Linked DNA regions of Pan troglodytes: regions 2 and 3 are each linked to region 1. The links are chromatin contacts, called in public Hi-C and HiChIP or PLAC-seq maps. All regions are on one chromosome and are shown on one strand. The core of a region is the stretch at or near the end of the contact, and the rest is flanking DNA. Distances in the headings are between cores, read along the strand shown. Region 1 holds the start of NHP2 (NHP2 ribonucleoprotein). Region 2 holds the start of FAM193B (family with sequence similarity 193 member B). Region 3 holds the start of TMED9 (transmembrane p24 trafficking protein 9).

What was found. A called contact is a pair of places that touch in the nucleus more often than the background predicts. HiChIP or PLAC-seq counts read pairs in DNA pulled down with a chosen protein or histone mark.
Region 2: an H3K4me3 HiChIP or PLAC-seq map of stem cell-derived excitatory neurons shows a contact between it and region 1, with 3 times the contacts expected there. The contact joins the promoter of FAM193B here to the promoter of NHP2 in region 1. A contact is called at or near these places in 1 of 7 Hi-C or Micro-C datasets (stem cell-derived neural progenitor cells) and 1 of 1 datasets of contacts at active chromatin or transcription factors (stem cell-derived excitatory neurons).
Region 3: a Hi-C map of stem cell-derived neural progenitor cells shows a contact between it and region 1, with 2.6 times the contacts expected there. The contact joins the promoter of TMED9 here to the promoter of NHP2 in region 1. A contact is called at or near these places in 1 of 7 Hi-C or Micro-C datasets (stem cell-derived neural progenitor cells) and 1 of 1 datasets of contacts at active chromatin or transcription factors (stem cell-derived excitatory neurons).

Annotation. Positions count from the first base shown.
Region 1 is chr4:175,620,031-175,623,671 of NHGRI_mPanTro3-v2.0_pri, forward strand. NHP2 (NHP2 ribonucleoprotein) reads right to left here and starts at 2,045. Exons shown (of 4, transcript XM_009450278.5): 1 at 1,664-2,045; 2 at 1,497-1,566. The coding sequence starts at 1,823.
Region 2 is chr4:175,175,309-175,178,949 of NHGRI_mPanTro3-v2.0_pri, forward strand. FAM193B (family with sequence similarity 193 member B) reads right to left here and starts at 1,808. Exons shown (of 9, transcript XM_518137.8): 1 at 1,503-1,808. The coding sequence starts at 1,712.
Region 3 is chr4:175,218,588-175,222,228 of NHGRI_mPanTro3-v2.0_pri, forward strand. TMED9 (transmembrane p24 trafficking protein 9) reads left to right here and starts at 1,709. Exons shown (of 5, transcript XM_518138.7): 1 at 1,709-1,975; 2 at 2,152-2,252; 3 at 3,254-3,379. The coding sequence starts at 1,789.

The DNA.
Region 1 (3,641 bases), core at 795-3,294:
CCAGCTGGGCATGTCAGAACCTAGAAGTCGTCAATACCTCCCCAATCTCCACATCTAAAAGTCCTTTCAAATCTGTCCCCTTTAACTCTGTCTCCACCATCACCTCTCCAGGACTACAGTAGTCTACTACCTGAACTTTCCCAAACCTACGCGTACCTCTCTAATCCTTTCTTCAATTGTCAGAAAAATCTTAGGGTGTAAAAAATAATAAAAATTATGTCACTTCCTGGCTTTAACCCCTAATAGCCTCCAAAGTGCTGAGTATAAAAACTAAATTTACTGTGGCCTACAATGCCCCCTAAGAAGGTAGCACTTCTGCTCACCAGACCCTCTCCTGCCCAGAGGCCCACTCTTTCTTCTGGCAGGATCCTCCCACCCCGCCCCCCCCAAATTAATCCCTGTGTCTTAAGAGCTCAGCTCAAATGTGACTGCTGAGGGAAACCCCCAGATGCGCCCTCCCCAGCTAGGTTAGATGCCGTTGAGCATCAGGTCTGCCCAACATTACTGATCTCTTGAGCACCTACAGTTTCACTTCTTGGGTTAAAGCAAGGAGGCCCTGTTCTGAAGGAGCTTACCATCTGGCCTGAGAGGGTGATAAAGGGAAGAAAAATGTAAACAAGGTTCAAACTTTGATAAATGCCATTAAGAAAAGTGGGGTGATGAAGTAATTATCATTGCACTCTGTTATTTTCCTTCATGGCTATCTATCACAACTGTAATTAGTTGTGTGTGTGTCATTATCTGATGAATGAATGTCACTGTTTCCCCCATAACACAGTGCCTGAAAAAGAGTACATTCAATTGTTAAGGCTGCCAGGCGCGGTGGCTCATGCCTGTAATCCCAACGCTTCGGGAGGCTGAGGCAGGAGGATTCCTTGAGCCCAGGAGTTCAAGACCAGCCCGGGCAACATGGCGAGACTCCTCTGTCTCTGCAAAACAACAATAACAACAGCCAGGCGTGGCCAAACCTGTGGTCTCAGCTATTCGGGAGGCTGAGGTGGGAGGATCGCTTGAGTCCAGGGGGACGAGGCTGCAGTGAGCTGTGATCGCACCATCGCACTCCAACCTGGGTGAGAGCTAGACCCATCTCAAAAACAAACAAAAACGTTAACGTTCAGTTCCTTAAATACAGAGCCGGCGAGGGGTCATCCCTAGGACTGAGATTCAGGGCTGAGAGGATTAGGGCGGGGGCCGGAGGTAATCTGAGGCAAGGAGCGGAGCCCGGGGAGGAGGGTCCCTGAATTAATGAAGGTGGGTCTACTCTACGGGACTTAGCTTACACAATTCGCTTCACTTTGGAATTCACTTGGAGCTGGTATACGTGGTGCACCGGTATTGTTGTACCGGTATTGTACCAAAGGGACTTTACCGACTGCTTGATTGGCTTCTGTATATGGGGCTAGGTCAGAGTTAACCTTTTTACTGCGCGCCTACTAAGTAGAGATTTCTCCGTTAACGTTTAGAAATGCAAAATCCAGAGGAAGGAAGGTTCTTACCCTTTTTCTCCTTTGTTGACAAATTTCTGAACCTCTTTCACCCCGCGCCGAATCTGCTTCTGCTTCACCGCTGCAACGACAGAAGAGTCGGTCGGGGGCCTCGCTCAGCCACCCGCGCACCCATCCCACCCGCGCACCCATCCCGGCCACGCCGCCGTCCGCCTCACCTTTCTTGATGCATTTGTAGAGCTTCCGCGTGAGGCGGCGAGAAGCCAGGGGCTGCGCGATGGGGTTCTGGTTGACCAGCAGCTCCTGGTAGGTGCGCTCCCCGGAACACGCCTCCGCCTGAGCCTCGGGCCCGTCGGGATCTGCCTTTATTTTGGTCATCGCAGCGGCCGCTGAAACCTAGTCCCAGGGAGGCGAGCCCACGCGGTCCACAGCTTTAGGCATCACTTCCAGGTCATCAGCTGCGCGAGAAGCCGCCGTACAACACGGCCAATCAGGAAAGGAAGTCTCCGACTCAGCCCAATCGTTGACGCCCAGCTTCGTAACTACGGAGAGCGGAGAGGGGCGGAGTCATGGTCCTTAAGGCGGGGCCATCCCCGGACCAAGGGACTGGGCGGAACCGATTAGGGCGGAGCGGAGGGAATGTGAGGCAAGGGGCGGAGCCCTGGGAATCGGGGCCGGAGAGGGCGGGGCTCTGGGTGCTGGAAAGGCTGCCTCCTTTTTTTTCTTTTTTGAGGCAGTTTCGCTCTTATTGCCCAGGCTGGAGTACAGTGGCGCAATCTCGACTCACTGCAACCTCCGCCTCCCGGGTTCAAGCGATTCTCCTACTTCAGCCTCCCGAGTAGCTGGGATTGCAGGCATGCGCCACCACGCCCAGATAATTTTGTATTTTTACTAGAGACAGGGTTTCTCCATGTTAGTCAGGCTGGTCTTGAACTCCTGACCTCAGGCGATCCGCCCGCCTCGGCCTCCCAAAGTGCTGGGATTACAGGCGTGAGCCACCGCGCCCGGCCTAAGGCTGCCTCCTTTCTTGCATAATTTTTCTTTGTTTTCTGACCCCTGGACCCGGCTGCGCAGGTGTGAAAGATACAGAGCAAGGAATGACCCCACTGACCTGCGTCGGCACCGCTTTTCCACAGATAGCGTGTGGCTCACTCTCATCCCGCAGGGTTCCGTTTCAGTGTTTCCCATGGGAGAGGTTTCCCTGGTGATTTTATCTAAAATTGCAGTCCCCTCTCTCTCCAAACCAGCATCCCTTCACCCGCTATTTTCCCGCAGTTCTTACCATTGCCTGACGCTACACATGCAGAGGGCCTAGCCGAGAAGCCAGCCGGGGCTGAGGGAAGGACGGCCCCAGCGAAGCCGGGAACAGCGGAGGGAAGGCTTTGGGGACTGAGCTCCCTGCCGTGCAGGGTGAGAGCTATGAGGAGCTGCCCTTTGGACGGGTCTGTAGAAGGTAAAGGGACAGAGATGCCAGGGCGTGGGGGGCGGTGGCAGGCCGAGAACCAGTGGATCTTGGTATCTCTGATTAGCCTCTTCCACTATATTTTGGAACTCTGGATGGATATTAATTAGATAATCGCTGCAAATTACTAATTTGTAATACTAATTACCTTTGATCCTGATGTGGCAGGCCTGCCATTTTTGTGTTGCTGGAACAGGCCAGTAAGTAGAAACTTAGAAGTGTTCTGGTAGTTGTGGGTGGGAGCATAGGTCAGTTAAACCAACTTAAAAATTGGCCTTTCCCGGGTGTGGTGACTCGTGCCTGTGGTTCCAGCTACCCGGGAGGCTGAGAGGGGGCTCGCTTGAGCCCAGAAGTTAGAGGCTTCAGTGAGCCATGACTGCACCTGTGAATAGCCACTGCACTCCAGTCTGGGCCACCCAGAAAAATCTTGTCTCTAAAACAAAACAACAACAAAAACCTTGTAACTCTGAACTAAAGTGCAATAAATTTTGTTTTGCATCAAATAAAAACAAATAGGCAGGGCGCGGTGCCTCACGCCTGTAATCCCAGCACTTTGGGAGGCCGAGGCGGGCAGATCATGAGGTCAGGAGATCGAGACCATCCTGGCTAACACGGTGAAACCCCCGTCTCTACTAAAAATCACTCTGTCCAGCAGAGTGATGGAGAATTTCATTCCTGAGAACCCAGTTCAAACAAATTCAAACAAATGGGCTCGCTTGACTGACCTCACTCAG
Region 2 (3,641 bases), core at 558-3,057, 440 kb before region 1:
GATAGGAGATGGGGATGCGGATGAAGGTGGAGCTTCTGACACTCAGTAAGTGCTGACATTTTCATTAATTAAAAACCTTATTGTGATCTGAGACACAAAGGAAATCAGCATGAAAACTGGGTTACAATAAGCACGGGTTCTGGACTGATTCATTTTCTCTCTCATTCACCTAGTTATTTTTATTCTGAGTTAGCAAGGCCCTGGGCGAGGCGTGGAAGATCAGAGAAAGATGGCATAGCCTGTGTCCCTGTGGAGTTCACAGTCCAGGGCAGGCAACAGACATATCAACACAATGTTTCATCACAGAAAGGGGAGTGCTACCAGAGGGAGGCACAGAGGGCTGTGGGCACAGAGAGGGCACCTGACGCAACTGGGGAGGTCAGGGGAGGCTTTGTGGGAAGGTACCCCAAACGGCAACCCCACTCACATGCACAATTCCAGAGATTCTACTAGAAGGCTGTCAAGAGCCATGCCTTCTGGCTGCACCAGCCTCCCAGAGTCCCCTGCTGCCCGATGCAGTGTCTGCAGAGCCAAACGCATCTTCCGCCACGCCTCATCCTCATCCGGCGCCGCATCCGACCCTCCAAGACTCCTGCAGGAGCCTGCCTTCCTGGGCAGGCTCAGCCAAAAGACCAACTCAAAACTCTTTTGTCAGAGCAAGCTTAGGGAGAGCCACCCAGCCCCGAGTGCCACAACCCTCCCAGAGCAACCGTGGCCCATGTCACCCCCGCCTCTCAGTGAACATTGGCAGGGTACCTCCCATTATCTCCTTTGCTCAAAAGAAAGTGACCTTCTTCCAGGTGGCAAGCTGGAAGCTTTGGGGAATCCTCCTACTGTTCACTCTCAGCAGGATTCTCCAAACCTGGGATCTCAAGGTCGGGGTGGGCTGCCTTGCGGAGCAGGGGAGGGAAGAAGGGCAGGTTCTGCTGGGTTTCCACCTCAGTGCAGAAACCCCACCAAAAACTCTTCCGGGCAGCCCGGCTGTCTGCTCCAACTGCTCTGCTGGGGATGGCGAGGAGGCGCCAGGAGACACAGCTGCTGAGGGGGCCGCGGCTGCAGGCGCTGCAGGGGACGGAGTGGAGCCGTTCCCGGGGGCAGAGGGAAGAGGCTGCAGTCGTCCAGTCCCAGAGCCCCGAGATGGCCTGTGGCTGAGGGAGCAGGTGGGCCCGGGGGAGGTGGCGGGCCGAGAGCGGAGCTGCGGCCTCGGGATCACAGCCCAGTCCCAGTCCCAGTGTGGGTGTACGGCCGGAACGCCCGGAGGCGGCGGGGAGAGGGGAGCAGCTTCAGCCCAGTCGCAGGAGCGCGGACCGAGCCTCGGCTTTGGGGAGAGGGGTCCAGCCTCCATTCCCGCCCCGGGGGAGAAAGCTTCGGCGCCGGACCCGGGGGAAAGCTGCTACCCCAGCCGCGGCGGGATGGCCCATCCCCAACCCCGCCCCACTCCCGCTCCCGCTCGGGGAAGGTGAAAGCGCCCGAGCCGCCGAAGTCTCCCCGCTCGCTCCTACCTGCGGGCCGGGCACCAGGTTGGGTTCGTCATCCTCCCTGGGGCCGTCGTGGTCGGGCTCCGCCGGCGCCTCCGGAGGGCCTGCACCCGCTCCCGCCTCCAGGCTTGGCGGCGGCGGGGGCTCGGGCGCCTGGGGCTTCTGCGGCCCCGCGGCCCGAGCCCGCTCGCGCCTGCCCGCACCGCCGCTCGGCCTGCTCCGCCTCCGAGTCATGCCGCCGCTCGCGCCGCTCCCTCGCTCCACACGCCGCGCCGCCGCCGCCGCCGCCGCCGCCGCTACCGCTCCCCTCACAGGACAACAGCCAATATGGCGGCGCCCGGTTCCCCCCCTCCGCCTGCTGCCAACAGGTCAGAGGGCACGCGGAGTCCGCGCCGCCGCACTAGCCCCCGAGGCCGCCTGCGCCATTTTGAATAAGGTCACCACCCGGAGTTCGGTGGGAGAAAAACTTGGTGGGGAGACGCCCTTCCCCCCCTACGCGGGACGGGAAGGATGCAACCTGCTGGAGGAACGCGTGTAATGCGGTGGTAATCGCGCTGCACCACCTTAGCACTTAATAATTGCCTGTTAAATGGATGAGTGAATTAATTTCTATAGTGTTACAATACTTTCACACCCATCGTCTGACTCCTTCCGACAGCACAGCGAGGCAGGTACGGATCATTCCCATTTTGCAGGTGAGAAATATTGAGGCAACATAAAGGCCTGGAAAAGGTTGCTGTACATCATTTTGTTGGAACTCCTGGGCTCGTGGACGGCCTGAGTTGAAAGGGACGAAGGTCTTTATTTGCAACATATGGTCTACTGGGAGTCCAGCGTTCTGTGCTTGGGACAGTGGGACTCAAACCCGACTCCTTGTTCCCGAGTCTGATGGGGAAGGTAGACACGTAGGTACATAGTTACAACCGGTGTGATAACGATGAGACGACTAGGTGTTTCCAAAAAAATAGTATGTGCAGGAGAGGATTTTGGAGTGGTACACAAAGGAGAATTTTTAAAACTTAATAATTATGTATTTAATTGTTAAAAATGGAATTTCCCCCCTCTTTTCTTTTTGTGAATATACTGTATAATACATGTACATGGCACAGATTAAAAAAAAAAAAGTTTTGAGTGAAGTCTGTCTCATGCCTGGGCTATGTACTCTGAAATTGTGGTTATATGCAGAGTTGCTATTGGTATCAACAGGGGCGGAATCCTGACACTGGCTTCCTAACCCATGGGGCAAGGGCTATTTTGAAAGGAAGAGCTACATGGAAGGCCCTGGAGCTCTCCTTAACTACCAAGAAAATAAATCAAAAATAGTACCTTATCTCACCCAGGGATTAATGCCACTATCAAAGATTTGAAAGACGCAGGGTGAGTCCCATCACATCACCATTACCTCTTCAGTTTGCCCAGAACAGAAGAGAGGCGGCGTTGAAGAACAACAGAGCATTATGATAAACTTACTTATTCTGGTAAGAACCCCAACTGCAGGCATTCTTCCAGATGCGGTCCTTCTTGGGACAGATCAGCACAGTTGTTGGTCTCTAATAGGCAACAAGAGGTCTGGTCAATGGTTATTCTTCTGTACCAAACACCAGGAGTCCCTTGCATTGATCTGGCAGGGGCAGCGCTAAACCCTCACTGTCTTGCTTCAGGGTATGTCACGCTCTGGACCCAGCCACTTAGTTTACAGGGATTTTTTTTTTTTTTTTTTTTTTTAATGACAGAGTCTCACTCTATCTCCCAGGCTGGAGTGCAGTGGCGCAATTTCAGCTCACTGCAACCTCCGTCTCCTGGGTTCAAGGGATTCTCGTGCCTCAGCCTCCAGATCAGCTGGGATTAGAGGGACATGCTACCACGCCCCCTAATTTTTTTGTATTTTTAGTAGAGACGGGGTTTCGCCATATTGCCCAGGCTGGTCTCGAATTCTTGACCTCAGGTGATGCACCTGCCTCGGCCTCCCACAGTGCTAGGATTACAGGCGGAGCCACTGCACCCTGCCAGTTTACAGGGATTTTTTTTTTTACTAAATCTCCATTCTAATGGATATCAGGCTAATTTACTGAGGCACTGATGACATCATCTTGATGGACCTTAAGAAAAGGGAATAGCAGATATCCTGGATGATTTGGTAAGGCATGATGTGTGTGCCAGAGG
Region 3 (3,641 bases), core at 459-2,958, 400 kb before region 1:
CAAGGGTTCAATTTCCCCACATCCTTGCCAATGCTTGTAGTTTGTTTCTTTTCCTTTTTTTTTTTCTAGTGGCCATCTTAATGGGTATATGACGTAGTATCTCATTGTTCTTTATCTCATTGTGATTTGTGTTTCCCTAATGATTAGTGATGTTGAGTATCTTTTCATGTGCTCACTGGCCACTTGTTGATCATTGGAGAAATGTCTATTCAAGCCCTTTGTTGTGGTTTTTGAATAAGATTGTTCTTATTTTGTTGCTGAGTTTTAGGAGTCTCTGCATATTCTGGATATTAATCCTTTGTCAGATATATGATTTGCAAATATTTTCTTCCATTCTGTGGGTTGCCTCTTTACTCTGCTACAGTGTCTTTTGATGCACAAAATGTTTTAATTTTCATAAAGTCCAATTTGTCTATTTTTTCTTTTGTTGCCTGTGCCTTTAGTGTCATATACAGGAAGTCTGTTGCCAAATCCGATGTGGTAAACCCTTTGCCATATGTTTTCTATGAGTTTTATGCTTTGGGATTTTAAAAGTTGTGGGGTTTTTTGGGTGAATTTTTATCTATGGCGTTAGAGAAGGATCCACCTTCACTTTTTTGCATGTGGATATCCAGTTTTCCCAGCACCATTTGTTGGAAAGACTGTCCCTCCTCCCCGCATTGAATGGGCTTGGTCTCCTTGTTAAAAATTATTTGACCATATATGGGAGGGCATATCTTGGGGCTCTCTATTGTATTCCATTGGTCTATATGTCTGTCTATATGCCAGTACCACACTGTCTTGATGACTGAAGCTTGGAAGTAAGTTTTGAAATCAGGAAGTGTGAGTTCTTCAGCTTTATTCTTATTTTTCAGGATTGTTTTGGCTAATCGAAATCCCTTGAGAGTATATGAATTGTAGAATGAGTTTCTCTGTTTCTACAAAAAATGTCATTGGGATTTTGATAGGAATTGCATTAAATCTGTAGATTGCTTTGGGAAGTATTGACATCTTAACTATATTAAGTAAGGATTTTTTTTAAATTACTGATTCAATCTCCTCACTAGTTATAGGTTTATTCAGATTATATTAGCTATTGAGTCAGTTTTGCATTTCTATGAATTTGTCCATCTCATCTACGTTATCCAATTTGTTGGCTTATATTTGCTCATAGTACTCTCTTATGATCCTTTCTATTTCTGTAGAATTGCTAGTAACGAGCCAATTGCAGTCGGGATCTGGCAGCAGAGGCTGTGTGTGTGTTTGTGTGTGTGTGTGTGATCAGAGAAATGCTTGAGAGGGTAACACCCGATTTAGGAGTGGACAGGGTATGAGGACAAAGAAGTGGTAATGGGAGACCTTGCCTTTTATTTCTTTTAATCTTTTTTGATAATACATTTGTGCATTATTTGGTCGTTCTCTTTAAATTCATTTTTAAAGGTAGAAGCAAATCAAGAGTGGTAGATGCTGTGCCAAAGAAAGTCAGGGATCCTAGGTTCGAATCCTGTCTCTGTTCGCAATTCGCTCCGCAACCTCAAACAAACGACCTCAGTTTCATCTATAAAAAGCTGGTAACCATCGTCAGTTGCCAGGCCATGAAGAGAGTCAACGGAAATAAGTTTTTATTCTAGGGCACCCGCTCTCTCTCAGGTAAAAGCCGCGCCCCAATCAGGTACTGCCGCGCCAGGGCCGCGGGACATCTCGGGATTTGTGGTCCACCCGGCGGAACTCGCGGTCCCGGCAGGCACCGCGGCGGCGGCAGGGCGACGTGGCGCGGCCGGCTGCGGCTGCGTAGGCAGGTGGAGCAAGATGGCTGTGGAGCTGGGCGTGCTGGTCGTCCGGCCCCGGCCCGGAACCGGGCTGGGTAGAGTGATGCGGACCCTCCTGCTGCTGCTGCTGTGGCTGGCGACGCGCGGAAGCGCGCTCTACTTTCACATCGGAGAGACGGAGAAGAAGTGCTTCATTGAGGAGATCCCGGACGAGACCATGGTCATAGGTACGGGGGCGGGGAGGAAGGGGCGAGTTTGGAACGTGACCGTGGTCTTGGGGCCGGGGATGCGAGACAGACAGCTCTCTAGAGCCGGGAGGAGACGGCCTCGCCGTGCCCAGGCGGTCGCGGAACCCATGCCACCTCGCGCTCCTCTGACCTGGGCTCGCCCTGCTTCCCTCAAGGAAACTACCGGACGCAGCTGTATGACAAGCAGCGGGAGGAGTACCAGCCGGCCACCCCGGGGCTTGGCATGTTTGTGGAGGTGAAGGACCCAGAGGACAAGGTGAGCCAACCCCCACCTTCCTCTCCGCCAGCCTCTCAGCTAGGCGGGCTCCGGTACTTCCTCTTCTAGTTCCTGCATCTGCTAAAGTGGGAGAGACAGTTGATGTTGTGGGAATATCCTGCTGACTTGCATGACCCTGCCAAGTTAGTTACCTTCCTGGAACCAGTTTCCCGGTCTGTGAAATGGGCGGATTAATTGTGGTGATAAAAATCAAAGAGTTTTGTCAACTCTTAAGGTCATCTAGACTTTAAGATTTCACAGAACGTGATACTTTCCCCACAAAATGAGCAGCTTTTAATCTTCCCAAGTAAGGATATTAAAACGAACGGCAAAACCCTTCAGCTCTCACCTTCTGTCACTTTTCGTTAAAAAACTCATGGCGGGGTGTGGTGGCTCTTGCCTGTAATCCCAGCACTTTGGGATGCCGAGGCGGGTGGATCACTTGAGGCCGGAAGTTCAGGACCGGCCTGGGCAACCTCCGTCTGGCAAACCCCGTCTCTAGTAAAAATACAAAAAAAAAAAAAAAAAAAAAAATGAGCCGGGTGTGGTGGCGCACACCTCTAATACCGGATACTTGGGAGGCTAAGGCACGATAATTGCTTGAACCTGGGAAGCTGAGGCTGCAGTGAGCTGAGATAGCGTCACTGCACTCCAGCCAGGACGACAGAGTGAGACTCTGTCACAAAAACAAAAAAGAACCCCCCAAAAAACAGCTCACACCAAAAAAGTTGAAAGGGCATGAGCTATAAAGGAAAGCCCTTCCCAAGAGCAGTTAGTCACTTGCCACCCTAATGTCAGACTCTCAGACTCTAAACACCTGCCCCAGAGAGTTCTCACACAAGCATATGGCAATAGCTGCTGAGCAGCTTTGAATCTTTCAGTGTTGTGAGGTGCGAAAGGCTGTGCCTGTCAATTTTTGCAGTACTTAGAGCCTTAAGCACTGTTTTCCTCCATTCCCATCCCTACCATAATACTGACTGAAGCTTGTTACCTTCCTCCAGGTCATCCTGGCCCGGCAGTATGGCTCCGAGGGCAGGTTCACTTTCACTTCCCATACCCCTGGCGAGCACCAGATCTGTCTTCACTCCAATTCCACCAAGTTCTCCCTCTTTGCTGGAGGCATGCTGGTAAGTGGGCCCATGTGAGACTTGCAGGTTTCAGCCTTCATCCTTTGGTGAGGACTGGGGCACTGGTGGTGCTGTGGGTGTGAGAGGATTATGTCAGATTTTGTGTCTCCTAAGAACACTGGGTTTCCAGTGGATGTCCAGGACACAGTGACTGAGCTCTTTGTATATGCTTCACTCAGAGCACCAGCCCAGGCTTAATACTTGCTTGTGTGCCCAGAGCCTCATGGGGCTAAGACACTGAAGAGGGCCCAGTCTGTTGGCT